Linked DNA regions of Sus scrofa: regions 2 and 3 are each linked to region 1. The links are chromatin contacts, called in public Hi-C and HiChIP or PLAC-seq maps. All regions are on one chromosome and are shown on one strand. Each heading gives the region's core, a stretch centred on a gene start, on an enhancer-like site or on the middle of the called end of the contact. The rest is flanking DNA. Distances are from core to core; before and after follow the strand shown.

Region 1 (2,658 bases), core at 118-2,617:
TGTTTGCGTCCAGACACATTATGCGGAAATCTACAAGCAAGGCGGACCCTGCGGCTGAGACCTCATACAAACCGCCTCCCCAGGAGAAGACAGTAAAACCCAGCTGGGGAGCTGGTGGTGTTTAATTTAATGGGGATGGCAAGAGAGAATGATCAGGAGACTAGGATTAGAACTGCAGGGTCCCCCGCCTCTCTCCGCACAGACCCTCGAAACCCCGATTGTCCAATATTCTCTGCGGATACCGCATCCTTGGAAGGTCCTACGCAGGTTCGAGGTTCTGCTATTCGTCGTTTCCCACGCCCTCCAAAAGCACCATCACAATGACCACCTCTTAACAATCCCCTGCCAGGCGCCGCTTCATCTCCATCCCTGGTCCTGGAGGGGTGGCTCCCCAGATCCCTGCACCCTTCTGTTATGTCATCCCCTACTACCTCGCTCGGCCAACTTCCCCACCTCCCCACCAGGCCAACGTTGAGCCCTCTGGAGTCCGCCAGCACCTCCAACTCTCCAGTCTCTAAGCCCTCATCCAAACCCGGCCCTCGGCCCTATCCCGACCCCATCACCGATTCCGCCCCCACCCCCAGCCCGGTCCCTAACCCAACCCTCACGCCTTCCTCACCTGCAGCCCAGGAAAACGTGGTTGGTCCAGGCAGCGGAGAGAGCGAGGAGCTGGTCTAGGGCAGCCCCGGGATAGCTGTGCAGGTGCCGACAGATGAAGCTGCGCCGCAGAGCCCACTGCCAGTCACTTTCGTGGCTATAGCGCCACTGCTCCAGCACTGGCTCGGGCGGGGGCGGCGGGAGGGGCGGCAGCGGCGGCGGCGGGAGGGGGGGCAGCGGCGGCGGCGACAGGAAGTCGCCCCCCAACAGCAGACGTCCGCCAGCCATCTTCTCCGCCCCCAAGCAGGGACCCCAGGGATGAAGCCAACTCCGGACCAGGGGCGAATGGGGACTGGGGTCTGTGGGAGGGGCCGCGTGAAGAGGGGCGCGCCGAGGCGCGAAGACCAACTCTCAAGGGACTGGAGTGTGTGCGTGAGGGGCGACCGTCAAAAAGGAAAAGGCGAGCACAAGCTCACTTCCCGGCAACCCGGGAGCACGCCCGGTTCACTCCTCCAACTCGTGGAGGATCAGGAGGAGGGCGCCCGCCGCAGTCACACGCGCGCCAGGGAGGCCGAGCCAGGCTCCGCGCTCCGCACCTCCAGCGACCCGCAGGCTCACGCACTGCGCCGGGAAGGGGGGGAAAAAAAGACAGCAGCACGCTCTGCTCCCCCTCCTCTGAGCTCTAGCCTACCTACCCGCGTGCCGCCCCGCGGTTGTGAGGCCAGTGCGCCTGCGCCGCGGCTGTTCCCTAACTTCGAAATCCCGTCGCTGAATCTCGCGCGATGTATATTTTTTTCCACTTATGACGATTACCGGCCTTTGACGCACTATGGTTACAAGCGGTGGGCGGGGCTCCAGGAAGGGGCTTTGGGGGCGGTTCTCCGAGGTTCCGGGACGTTGTCCAGTTTAAGTCCCTGGAAGGCTCTCTCAGCTGATTGTTGGCGGCAGTGGCTCGCCTGACGCTTTTCCCTCGGTTTCAGAGCCTCCAAGACCACTGGGACCATGTGCTTTGGGAGGGACTTGGGTTGGAAATGGGTTTTACACTTTTTTTTTCCTAAAATGTCAGCTCCCCGTGGCGCTTTTTCTTCAGAGGATAGCTTGAAAAGCCCTGTGCGTCGTTCCTCATTGGCTTTGGATTTTATCGTGAAGTAATAGTAAAAAATTAAATACTTGCAAAGAAAATCATCCACAGCCACTTCTCAAGGCAAGCACTTTTATCGTCCATACTCTATCCCAATTGTTGAGAAATACAAACATCGTGTTAACACCGTTCTGATCACGATTTCAAATAATTCTGTATTAGCTGTATCACTTTAAAACGTGCAGAATATTACAAAATATGAAAGCTCCCCCCAAAAAAAGAGGGTTAAAACTGCACAGCAGCAGATGGCTCAATCACTGTAGGAAAATGTTATCACTCCCCGCGTGGTTCCGATCCAGCCCGATCCTTCAATCCCTGTCTGCCAATCTGTGCTATGAACTTAGTTAATCAATGAGTGTCTGTCACCGGGAATTTATACAGCACCCACTGTGTGCTCAATATAGTCAATACAAAGGAAAAAGAAACTGGGTTTTCTCCCATGTCCTGGAACTGGTTACAGAGTCGCTGGAGAGAAATAGTCCTGCATAGAACTTAAATGTCCCATGGTGGCAGGACCACTGGATGAGGTGGTTTTGACCCATTGTCCCCTTTAACTCTTTAAAGGCATATGTCTTATTGTGTGATACATCTTATGTGTAGGAATGTGTTGGACTGAGAAAAACAGAAGATTACAGCATTTTTCACACTGTCGCATAATGATTTATTTCCATGCCTGTCTCCCGTTACACAGGGACTATTTTGTCTTTGACTCTGTGGTAGGCATTCATGTTTATTGAAGTAATGACAGTCTTTGTACCATCAAGTCAAAGAATATGATACTAGAAAGGAAGCTTAGAGATAATAAATTCAAGTAATCATTGTGTGATTGTGAAAAATAAGGCCAGAGAGGTGTAGTGATAAGCTGGAGGCTGTAGAGATTTTTCATGGCAAAGCCGAGATCAAAATTTAGGTGACTTGAC
Region 2 (2,658 bases), core at 100-2,599, 81 kb after region 1:
GGCCCCCGGCACCGGCGCTGGCACCCAAGCCCCGCACTCACCACCTGGCGAGCTATATCGGTCGCTGCCATCGCTCCTGCGTCCGCCAGGGCTGCCACGGGCGCCGCCGCAACGGGAGCTACAGCACAGGAAACAGCGGAGCTCCTCCGACAAAGAGAAAGTGTTACACTTCGGGCGCGACCAAGTCCGGTGGGGGGAAGTGCAAGGGAGGGGCCCCCTCGCTGCCGCTCCAACCCCAACCTCTCCTCTATCGCCCACCCCTCGGAAGTGGGGTGTGAGGAGGGGGCGGATTTAACGCGCCGCTTCCCTCTACCGCTAACCGAGTTGCAGCTCTCCCTGCAACCTCGGTTGTAGGCCTTTGCGGAGGGGGGCGGGGGCTCCCCTCGGTGACCACGTCCTCTGCCCCCCCCGCCACTGGGTTCCGTGGTACGTCCCGACCTCTGCTGAATTGTCACACCCCCCTGCTCTCGCCTTACATCCCCGGAGTCCCCAGACCCCGGAGGCTGGAAAGGAGCCCCCGCCCCTTCCCCCTGCCGTGTACAGCTCCGCGGCGGAGCCGTGCGGCCCTCCTCTCCCTTCTCCCCGCCCCCAGTACCCCCTCTTCCTCCCCACTGCGACCTCGGGGTGCCAGGAGGGGCGCGCCCGCCGCCGGAGTCTCGCTGCTCCACCACACCTCCCCCCACCCTGGCCCGGGAGTGCGGCCGAAGCCGGAGAGGGAAGGGGGGGAGCTGCGGCACCTGCTGTTCCACAGTGAAGCTTAGAAAGGGGGCGGCTGGGGGGAGCCGCACTGCGGGCCCCGCAACTGAGCTGTGACATGCTGAGTCCGAGGCCAGCGGTCCTGAGACGAGACCCCCCCACCTTCTGCCCCGGGGTTTCCAAGCCTCAGGTGCTGTGAGCTGTCATTTCCGAGCTCAACACCGCTGGGTACTTAATACAGACGGACCCCACTCCGCTTCTCCCCGCCGAGCCCTAGACGCTCAACATGTGTGCGGAGGCTCGGACACTCACCCGCTTCTAGTGCCTGGACCGCCAGGGAGTCTCAGAGGAGGGGCTTGAGCCTGGAGGCTCCGGGTTCTGCCGAGCGAGATATTGGGGAGGGACGCGGAGCGGCCTCCGGTGGCTCGGTCCCGCCCCCTGGTTTCCCCTTAACCTTAGGTCAGCCCGACACTAGGCGGCCGCGGGGCGCAGAGGGAGAACCTCGCAAGGCAGAGGCTATGCCCGCCGGCTTTCCTTTTCCTCTCGGCCAACCGCCGCCGCGGGTCCTTGCCCTTGCCCTTGCCCTGGTCACCTCTCCAACTCTTCGGCCCTGGCGCCCCTCACCCCTCTCCGGGAGTGGACCCTTGCTAAGCTCCCTGTGACTGGCGAACTCTGACAGGTTTGGCGTGCCAAAGGCACGAGCGGGCGGGACACTCCACTCCACTCCTTAAAAGGGCAGGGGCCCTGGTCTCGGGGAGGTACTCAGACCCTCGAGTGGAACTCGGGACCGCGGGGTGAGACAGACTGATGGGCGAAAGCCGGGCCCGAGATGCGGCGTGGGAGATGGCCCAAGGCGAGAGCGGCAGAAAGGAGGGAACCAGAGGGAGGAAAGAAATAAAAAATGGGAACCAAGGAGAGAGGGGAAAGGGACCCCACCCAGAGGCCCGCGCGCTGGGGAGGAGGGAAGGCAGAGAAACTGGGATGGCCATATGAAGCACTTCCCTGGCACTTGATTCCACCTGCCGGGACAGCGCTTCCCACGTTATCGCAGGGAGCTCTTTATATGCGTGCGAACCTTGAAAACGAGGACTCCCCAGAATGCATCCCCGGTGCCTAGTTTGGGGCCTGGCGCTTGATGAAGCATTTCCTGAACCAGAGAGCAGAGGGTTTGGATGAGGGGGGCGGGGTACAGAAGAAAGGACAGACACAATCAGAGGGTGGCTGTAGGACAGAAGAGCCATGTGGTGGAGGTGCCCGCTGTGCTCGAGTCCCAGGAGGGGCCGAAAGAGAAGAGCCTGGCCCAATCAGGGACCGGTACAGGGGAGTTCCGTAGACAGACAGCGCAGGCTCACAGGGCAGATGGTGGCGGCAGAGAAGAGGGGCTGCCGTTTTCTCCGAGGCCCGCCAGGGCGCTGGGGCAGGGCCTGGGGGAGGAGCCATGCCCTGGGTTGGGGTGGTAGCCACGTGGGGGACCGGGGCTGTGTATGAGGAACCGCTGTAAGCCTGGGCCGGGACTGGATGGGGGCGGGGAGGCAGAGCTGACTGGCCACTTCCAGGCTGGCTGGGCGTCTGGAAGGGAGACAGGTCTCCGCAGCGAGGGCTGGGGCGTGGAGGAGGGGGAAGGGCCCGCAGGCACTAGCTCTGACCTGCATGTGAGGTCTGGGTGGCGGCGGCCGAGAGGCACACATTTGGAAACCAGAGCTGCGAGCGTGGGCGAGCGGGCTGGCTGAGTGCAGGGCTTGTCGGGAATCCTGCCTTGCTCTGGGGGCACTGCCCTCCCGCCTGAGCCCTCCGCGCCCACCAAAGCTCTGTGCATTTGGGGCCAGCGCGGGGGTACCCTAGCTTGGAATCCTTGGTGCCTTGCTCTCATGCCCCACCCGGCCCACCTGTTGCTAGGGCCGCTCAGAACCTCGCAGAGGCCTCCACCTCCAAAATGCTGGACCTCGCAGACTGGAACCAAGT
Region 3 (2,658 bases), core at 89-2,588, 76 kb before region 1:
ACAGCCACAGCAATGTGGGATCCCAGCCATGTATGTGACCTACACCACAGCTCACGGCAATGCCGGATCCTTAACCCACTGAGCAAGGCCAGGGATTGAACCCTCATCCTCATGGATACTAGTCAGGTCTGTTAGCCCTGAGCCACAACAGAAACTCCCTAGGAAGTTTTAATATTTTCGCACACACACACGGATACCAGAGCTTCCAACCCACGACACTCTCAAAGTCATTGAGCCCAGGGCAAGCTGACAGAAGATGGCACGGAGAGGTCCTTAACAGTCATTGTCCCTGGCAGCTGAGCACTGAAACTCCAGAGTCCTGCCTCTCTGCAGACTACACAGCAGGCCTCCCCTCTTTTAAAAACCGCTAGGAGTTCCCATCGTGGCTCAGTGGTTAACGAATCTGACTAGGAACCATGAGGTTGTAGGTTTGATCCCTGCCCTTGCTCAGTGGGTTAAGGATCTGGCGTTGCGTGAGCTGTGGTGTAGGTTGCAGACGCGGCTTGGATCCTTTGTCACTGTGGCTCTGGTGTAGGCCGGCGGCTACATCTCGATTGGACCCCTAGCTTGGAACCTCCATATGCCATGGGAGCGGCCCTAGAAATGGCAAAAAGACTGAAAAAATAAAAATAAAAACTTCTATTTCGAGGGCACTGCTGGAGGATGTATGCGAATGCTGGGGTGGGCGTGGGGCAGGGCTTGGGCGCTCGGCAGGGGGTGGGACACTTGTAAATCTGAGCTTGAACACCCCCTTCCAGGCTGTGCTGAGCCCCCAGTGTCTGGGCCTCACCCTGGTCAACTCCTCTCCCTGGTACTACAGGGAGGGCAGCACTGCCCTCTCAGCTGCACAGGATGTTCAAAGGCTGATGCCAAGAGCAAATCGCTCCCAGTCAGCACTTCCCCGGCCTGGGTAGGCCTGACCCCCTCCCATCCCCACCCCTGGGGAGAGCAGCTGGGGGGGTTTGTGTGGCAGAGGTGACTTCTCCCCTTCTTTGGAAGAAAAACAATTGGTGTCTGAACTTCCTAGTTAGAGAACATCTGAGCTAGTAAAAACTTGTGGGTGCATGGGGGTGGGGACTGGGGCATCCCCCCCCCTTCACTCCAAGGGTGAGGAATAATAAAGGACAGTCCTGGTACAAGATGACAAGATGAGAGCTCCCACAAAGGACTCCACACAGGAAGAAATCTTGACCGGCAGCCAGGCTCGTACTGACTGATTCATTCAGTCACTGAGGGCTGGTCTCTGTGCTGAGGGCTGGTGGGGTGGGGCTGCGGACTGTGCCCTTGGGGAGCCGCCAGCCTAGGTGCAAACACAGAACCCTCACTCGTGCAATGACATCACAGCAGAATATCCCAACTCGGTGCCAACTGGAGGCAGTCGTGCCTGCTACGTTGCCCAGGGTGAACCAGGGAGCGGCGACCAGTGCATGGGCCCCGAAAGGAGACACGGAGTGTTCGTGGCCTGCGGGCAGAGGGTGGTTCTGAGGGCTGGGGCGGGCTTTCCGGAGAGGGCTCATATTCCAAAGCAGACGGAGCCAGTCAGCAAGAGGCCCAACCCCACACCCAAAGTCCCCCTGTCACCCCTTCCTTCTGCTGTAAAGGAAACAGCTCTGAGTGTTGACCCCAAGGGAGAGCCCCGGGTCACCCTCGGGAGTCGCTTCCAGGACTCTGGCTGACATCCTAGAGGCCGGAGAGAAAGGTTGCCCCCCTCCCCCCCAGCCCACAGTCTCCAGGGTCCCCAGCCTTTCTGGAAAGCCTTCAACAGCAAATTACAGCCCAGCCAGGAGCAGGGCCAAGGACACAGAAGCTGGGCCATGGTTCCCCTGCCCTCATTCCCGCATCCTTCCTCTTCCCCTGAGGCTTGAGCGCTTGCCAGATAGCCCTTCCAGCGTCCCTGCCAGAGTCCCTGGCGCTCTTCCATGCCTTTTCCAGGCAGAAAGAGGTCACCCACCCATGAAAAAGTCACAGTTGTCAATCCTGTCCCCAGGGCCCTCGTTCAGGGTGGCAGCTAGGGTTAGCTCTAGAATCCAGGAGCTCCCAATCCAGAGCTGTAGGCTGGGGGTGACTGATTTAATGGCAGAGGAGAGTGGGAGTAGGAATGAGGGTTGTTCAGGACCTGAAAGTACAGTCAGGCCTGGGGGATGCTGGAGCCGCCGCCTTCTGGTCGTGAGAGGCAAATGCTGCCTTTTCAGAATGTGGACTGCTGGCTAAACACAGCTATTGTTGAGAGACATATATACTTATAATGGAATAAATTCTATTAAAAACTAAGGTAGGGGAGTTCCCGTCATGGCTCAGTGGTTAACGAATCCGACTAGGAACCATGAGGTTGCGGGTTCAGTCCCTGCCCTTGCTCAGTGGGTTAAGGATCTGGCGTTGCTGTGAGCTGTGGTGTAGGTTGCAGACGAGGCTTGGATCCCTTGTCGCTGTGGCTCTGGTGTAGGCCGGTGGCTACAGCTCCGATTCGACCTCTAGCCTGGGAACCTCCGTATGCCACAGAAGCAGCCCTAGAAAAGGCAAAAGCCAAAAAAAAAAAAAAAAGACAACTAAGGTAGGAGTTCCCATTGTGGCTCAGCAGTAACGAACCCGACTAGTATCCATGAGGATGAAGGTTTGATTCCTGGCCCCACTCGGTGGGTTAAGGATCTGGCATTGCTG

Evidence for each region. A called contact is a pair of places that touch in the nucleus more often than the background predicts. HiChIP or PLAC-seq counts read pairs in DNA pulled down with a chosen protein or histone mark.
Region 2: an H3K27ac HiChIP or PLAC-seq map of skeletal muscle shows a contact between it and region 1. The contact joins the promoter of SEPT6 here to the promoter of NKRF in region 1. A contact is called at or near these places in 1 of 5 promoter capture datasets (skeletal muscle), 2 of 47 Hi-C or Micro-C datasets (embryonic fibroblasts and fetal skeletal muscle) and 2 of 2 datasets of contacts at active chromatin or transcription factors (alveolar macrophages and skeletal muscle).
Region 3: a contact with region 1 is called in a Hi-C map of liver, with 2.2 times the contacts expected there. The contact joins the enhancer-like site here to the promoter of NKRF in region 1. A contact is called at or near these places in 3 of 5 promoter capture datasets (fetal liver, fetal skeletal muscle and liver), 7 of 47 Hi-C or Micro-C datasets (blood, embryonic fibroblasts, liver and 2 more) and 2 of 2 datasets of contacts at active chromatin or transcription factors (alveolar macrophages and skeletal muscle).

What each region holds. Positions count from the first base shown.
Region 1 is chrX:98,024,056-98,026,713 of Sscrofa11.1, forward strand. It overlaps NKRF (NF-kappa-B-repressing factor), which reads right to left and starts at 1,368. Exons shown (of 3, transcript XM_001927183.6): 1 at 620-1,368. The coding sequence starts at 885.
Region 2 is chrX:98,104,713-98,107,370 of Sscrofa11.1, forward strand. It overlaps SEPT6 (septin-6), which reads right to left and starts at 1,350. Exons shown (of 11, transcript XM_021080249.1): 1 at 1,009-1,350; 2 at 42-141. The coding sequence starts at 71.
Region 3 is chrX:97,948,308-97,950,965 of Sscrofa11.1, forward strand. The region is part of intron 1 of UBE2A (ubiquitin-conjugating enzyme E2 A); the gene reads left to right. Among named protein-coding and RNA genes, the nearest start is that of UBE2A, 25 kb to the left of the region's middle. Within about 2 kb of position 1,339, at least 13 of the 83 cell types and tissues checked have an H3K27ac peak or open chromatin away from gene starts, as enhancers often do. A contact at or near this core is called in fetal liver and liver, where this site is marked.